2 separate regions of the Ovis aries genome follow, and region 2 is linked to region 1. Evidence: chromatin contacts called from public Hi-C data. All regions are on one chromosome and are shown on one strand. Each heading gives the region's core, a stretch centred on a gene start, on an enhancer-like site or on the middle of the called end of the contact. The rest is flanking DNA. Distances are from core to core; before and after follow the strand shown. Region 1 overlaps LOC101123629 (V-type proton ATPase subunit S1-like protein). Region 2 has its middle 79 kb from the start of RPS23.

What was found. A called contact is a pair of places that touch in the nucleus more often than the background predicts.
Region 2: a contact with region 1 is called in a Hi-C map of hypothalamus, with 2.1 times the contacts expected there. The contact joins two enhancer-like sites. A contact is called at or near these places in 3 of 16 Hi-C or Micro-C datasets (hypothalamus and tail adipose tissue).

The regions. Positions count from the first base shown.
Region 1 is chr5:79,813,552-79,816,251 of ARS-UI_Ramb_v3.0, reverse strand. It overlaps LOC101123629 (V-type proton ATPase subunit S1-like protein), which reads right to left. Exons shown (of 8, transcript XM_004009062.5): 7 at 1,722-1,959. Among named protein-coding and RNA genes, the nearest start is that of RPS23, 37 kb to the right of the region's middle. Within about 2 kb of position 1,396, at least 13 of the 54 cell types and tissues checked have an H3K27ac peak or open chromatin away from gene starts, as enhancers often do. A contact at or near this core is called in hypothalamus, where this site is marked.
Region 2 is chr5:79,855,327-79,858,192 of ARS-UI_Ramb_v3.0, reverse strand. No RefSeq gene overlaps it. Among named protein-coding and RNA genes, the nearest start is that of RPS23, 79 kb to the right of the region's middle. Within about 2 kb of position 1,347, at least 9 of the 54 cell types and tissues checked have an H3K27ac peak or open chromatin away from gene starts, as enhancers often do. A contact at or near this core is called in hypothalamus, where this site is marked.

The DNA.
Region 1 (2,700 bases), core at 147-2,646:
TGTTCAAGTGTCTGCTTTCAGTCCTTTTAGGTGTACACCCAGAAGTGGAACTGCTGGATCTCACTGTAATTTCACGTTTAATTTCTTGAGGATCTAGCACACTGTTTTCCGTGGTGGCTGCACCATTTTACATTTCCAGCAGCAATGTACAAGGGTTCTAATTTTTCTACCTCCTTGCCAATAGCTGTTATTTTCAGTTTGGGAGATTTTATATATATATATATATATACATATATATATATATAAAATAATCATCCTTAATTGATGTGAAGTGGTTTGACTCTTTTTCAAAATTATTTTTCTTGAAGTATTCTATAGTCATTTTAAGTCATTTCTGGACCAAGGTGGAAGTATAAATCAGTTAATTCTATTCTAATTAGGAAAGGTGTGAGTTAGTCCTTTTTTCATGATTACCTCTTCATTGCCCTTTCTGCCTGCTTCTTTTTTGAAAGGGCAGGAAAAAGAAATAGATATAATATATACTTTATAAGTATTATACAAACAGATATATACATTATATGTATTACAAAGTATCTTTGGAGCTAGACAGCCCACAATTCAAAATCTGCCTCTGCTGCTGCTGCCTCTCAGTTCAGTTCAGTTCAGTCACTCAGTCGTGTCCGACTCTTTGCATTTACCAATTATACCACTTTGAACAGTTACGTAATCACCAGTTTCAGTCATCTCATTTGTAAAATAGGGATAATACCAGCTATCTTGCAGCATTATGGTAACTTTTTAAGACAAAGTATGTAATATAATTACAACAGTGCCACTGTTAATCCATGCTAATCCATGCCTAATATGGTCCTGGGTGTTGCCGCATATATTAGGCCATGAATTCTTTACATCCATAAAGACAGGTCAGAAATCAAGAGAGTGGAGTAGCTCAGCCCAAGTGACTGAGACGTTAATTCAAAACCATGTCTTTCGAATCCCGAAATGGGAACTCTTTCCCTACCCCAAACAACCACACGACACTTCTCCAAGCTAGGGGCAAGGGGAATAAATATACATTTATATATGGAAAAAATCAAGAAGTACCCAGAAAAGGGACATGTAAAACCCTGCCTATTTCAGTGAGTTAGAAGAACAAGTTAAGCTGTTTTAACATGTAAACAGGATGAAGTTGACAGATGTCCCTCAGCCTGAGATTCTGGTGGTGAAAAGGAACCTCTTGTGTCTCCATGACTTTCCCCAGATACTGTCAAGAGGATCTTTGAGATATGTGTGACTCCCTGGCTGACAGTTCCATTCCTATGCCAAATGCCAAACCTGTCATTCACACTGCAGACGTACTTCTTATCTGCCCTGATAAGATCACTACTCCTCTCCCTGAAGGAAATAAAATAATTGTCCGACAGTTCCTCTCCCCAAAAGGGCCTCTCACTCCAGGAAGTGTCAGTCACCAGGCTTCATGCCACAGCTTCACTCTGGCTTAGATTGCTGGCATTCCTCACTGATAATTACTAGGGACTGGAAAAACCTGAATGTAAAAGCAAGTTCTTGGGATGAGGGCATGGGGGGATCACTGTGCAGGAAGAGGAAATACTTGATCCTTTTCTATTTCATACCTTAGAAGATTAAGAAGATAACTCATACCGATATTATTTTAAAGATATCTACTCTCTTTTCCTTAAACGTCTATGTTTTGAAACAAACACTGAGTTTCTTTGGCACCAAACACACAGGGCCACTGAGCACAGGTTTTAGTTTGTTACCTGGAAATCAACAAAAGTGACCTCCCACAGGCTTGACATGTCACTGGTGTCGCTGGGCAACAAGAGGGCATCGTCCGCCTGCAGGCTGCTGACGCGCTGGCAATGGTAGGAGTAACTTGACGGAGCGTAAATGCCAGTTGCATTAAAAGTTGCTTGAATTGAGTTATTAAAAATAACCTCGACTCGGTGCAAACTATACCATCTCTGGATAGACAACTTGTAACTGGTAAGGGCGAATCTGAAAATGATTATAAAACAGTATTACCCTGAAAGCACTTTTACATTTGCTGACGCAGGGCATTGTCTACAAACGGTACAATTGCGCCCTCTTTTGTCAGGAAGTAGAACTGACTCAGAGAGAGGCTTTACTTTCTAGTTCGGAACTAGAGCTCTTCATGGGCCAATTAACAGAGAAGCCCCTAAAAGTAAGAAAGACAAATTTCTACAAAAGAAGAAATACAGAATTCTTTGTTTTTTTTTTTCTTTTTTTTAATTAAAATAATTTTATTATTGCAAAAAATCTGAAAATTGAGTGGACAATAATACAGAATTAACTAAATAATGGTCAAAAATAAAAGTAGTAGCTCTTACTATGTGTCAGGCATCTAAGTTCTTTATGTGTATTTTATTTAATCTTCACTGCAACACCATGAGATAGATAATATCCTCATTTCACAGGTGAGAAATCTAAGACACAAAGAGGTTAAATGACTAACAAGTAAGCATTGGAGCTGGGCTTAGAATCCAATCGGAGACAAGAGCTCTTAGCCATTTTGGAATGGAATATTCTCTAGCAATAAAAAAAGGTGCAATATGCATATGTCATGATCACTTTTTTCATTAAAAAAATGTGTGACTGCATAGAAAAAAATTCTAGAAAGAGATAAAAATGTTAATGTGATTATTCATTTTGCTACACACCTGAAACTAACACAACATTATGAATCAACAATATTTAAATTTTTAAAAAGTAAGCAGC
Region 2 (2,866 bases), core at 98-2,597, 42 kb before region 1:
AGCTCTCATGTAGATCCTGGGTGTGCCCAGTTTTCAGGGTGGGACCACCCAGAGCAGAGCTGGGTCCTGCCAGGAAAAAACAGGGCAGAAGGAATGTGGATGGTGGGCAAGAAAATGAGAACATCTAGTCTTCTTACCTTAAAGCTATCTCTCTCCATCACCAAGACAGATAAAACAGAGCTAAGCACAGGCTGAAGAGAAGTCCTATTGCAATGAGCAGGAAAACCCCAGATGGAAACATTAAAATCAGAGAAAAACACAGAGCACATGACGCCCCTATTGGGAGCCCCCAGCACCGGGCCAGCCAACACTCTGCATCTTGAAAGCCAAGATACATCTGCAGAATTGCACACCATGCAGCAGCCACAGCAGAGTCCCATGCTGGGAACAGGGCAAAGGTGAGGCTGTGAGTCTCCCCCATCACTCCATCCCCAGGTCCCAAGGACTCATCTGGCATCAAGCCAAGGAGGGGACTATCGGCCTGTGTCCTTCCAAGTGGGGGAATAGCAGGATGATCAGTGTACCCAACCTTAAACCAGGGATCCTCCTGCTATGGGCCAGTGGGACAGTGGGGATAGCTACCTATGACAGCCCTCCAACGCAGAGTGGGGATTATGTGAATGAGGGCATAGCATCTCTATGCTCAAGTTTAAAAAGTTGTGTAATTGTGAAGAAACAAAAGCTCTCTGGGGCCCTCTAATTAGATTTGGGGAGGGGCTAGATTTGTGCAACAGAACAAATACGGAACTTAAAGCAAAATCTAGAAGACTAGTGCATGGCTCCCTCTCCTCAGCAGAACTTAAACAGACACCACCTATTATTAATAACACTCCTTCATTTGCTTGGGAACCAGGCCAGCACACAGGACTGAATGCTCAGCATGTAGCTGGGATAGATCCCCATCTGCAGCTGCATGAACACTCTTCAGAAACCACCAAATTCAATACCCCACACAACCAAGGTTAGATCCTCGGGGAGAGGCCAATTCGGCCTGCGGTCATTCATGTTTGATGAGTTGTTCTGATTCTGAAAGGAGGTCTGACATTCCTGACACTGAGGGGTGGGGGTTGGGGGTCAGCCTGACAGGGGTCAGCAGAAAATGTCCTGTGGTCCTGTGGGAAGCCAGCACAAGCCTTCCCGAAACAGCTTGCACCACTGTCTCCCCGGCCCTCAGCCCGTTCCACTTCCTGGGCTTAGATGAGAACAAGGCTAAGAAACAGAGATGGGTCATATTTCATCCTCCAGCCCCTGAGCTACAAAAGCCCTCAGTCCTGCAGCTTCCTCCTGAAGTCCACAGAGCAGAGCGGCTGCAGATGGGCATGAATCGCCCTCTGTCATCCCTGGCCGGCCCGGGTGTGGAGTGCCGTGGGGGTTCACACTGTCACCCTTGTTATGCCGACAGCCTCTCACAGAGCGCTTCTATCTGGATGGCACATTCAGTTTCAATGGTTTCAAGCCAAGTCACAGAAGCTGACATGACCTCTCCCCCAGGAAATAAAGAGTGTGAGTTTGAGAGGGGATCTGGCTCTCCACCGGGGCCTTATCGCTCTGCAGCAGAAGAGACTTTTAAACCAGTCTCCCAACAAACATTGTAAGCAAATTTTTCTTAGAGATTCCCACTTTGACCACCAGGGTCCCACACATTCTTGCTGTTCGTCTGTAGCTCCAGGAGGCTGGGGACACAGCCGTTGGCTTATTGCTGCACAGACAACCCATCCTGTGCTCAGTACAGTACCTGGCAGATAATAGGTGCTCAGTGGAAGTCATAGGCTGAAGGAAGCATCACATCCCACATCCATGTTTAACCGTCACATATATATACAGATATACTTTGAGGTCTGGATTTATATGTGGGATAGTATAAAAGGGAAACCTTTTTATATTAGAAAAAATGCTCAGAGTATGAATATATAATGTGGATTGCTTGGAAATGTGGCCAATTTTTTGGCAAAACAAGACAAAAATTAATTCTGTATCTAAAATCATGATATATAATGACAAAATGAATATTTTCCTATGAGAATATGATGATCATATTTCTAACAAATGTAAGAGTTATGCTTGAATGAGTCAGATGAAATTTCTCTGATGTGACCAAAATACATTCCCTTGTACAAATACATGATTTCACAAAGGTGCCACATTATATAACTTTAAAAACTATCAAACTGACTTATTCAAAAATATTTCAACTTTAAAAAATATCTATGTTGACTGTGTATTGAATAATAAACTGATTACATAAATAATTTCATTTTATAAAGCATTATTTCAATCTTCCATTTACAATAAGCACATAAAAATAACAGATGCCTGAGATCATTTTGAATATTGTTTGATGTTAAAAGAACCATATAAAACTTTCTAACCTGGGCTCAAAAAATTGTTTTAGTTTGACATTTTAGTCTTTTATGTAAGTATAAAAGGAGCCTAATCACATCTTTATTGGTGGGATCATAAAGATTATCAGTTCTCAATGTTGTGTTACAGTGTCTAATTTATTCTAAAATACTTGTCCTCCCAAACAGGGTACTTGTAAGTGAAACTTAACTAATGTGAACTCCCTAGGGTCAGCTAAGTTAGAATTTGAAAGACCCTAATCAGTCATTCTCTGAGAAGCCTATTGTAAGAAGCTGTTAATATGGCTTTCCAAATCTGCACTAGAAGATTAATTTATATAAAGATATGAGATAAATTTTCATTGGTGAAATAAGAGATATTATAGATATGTAGTCAAACGAAAATTTTATGCAGGCACCTCAACCTTTGCATGAAAAAATATAAAAATTTGCCATATTCACCTTCAATGTGAGATCCTAGAATCTGGTCCAGTCGTCCATATTGCTTGTTCACAGTAAAACGTTTT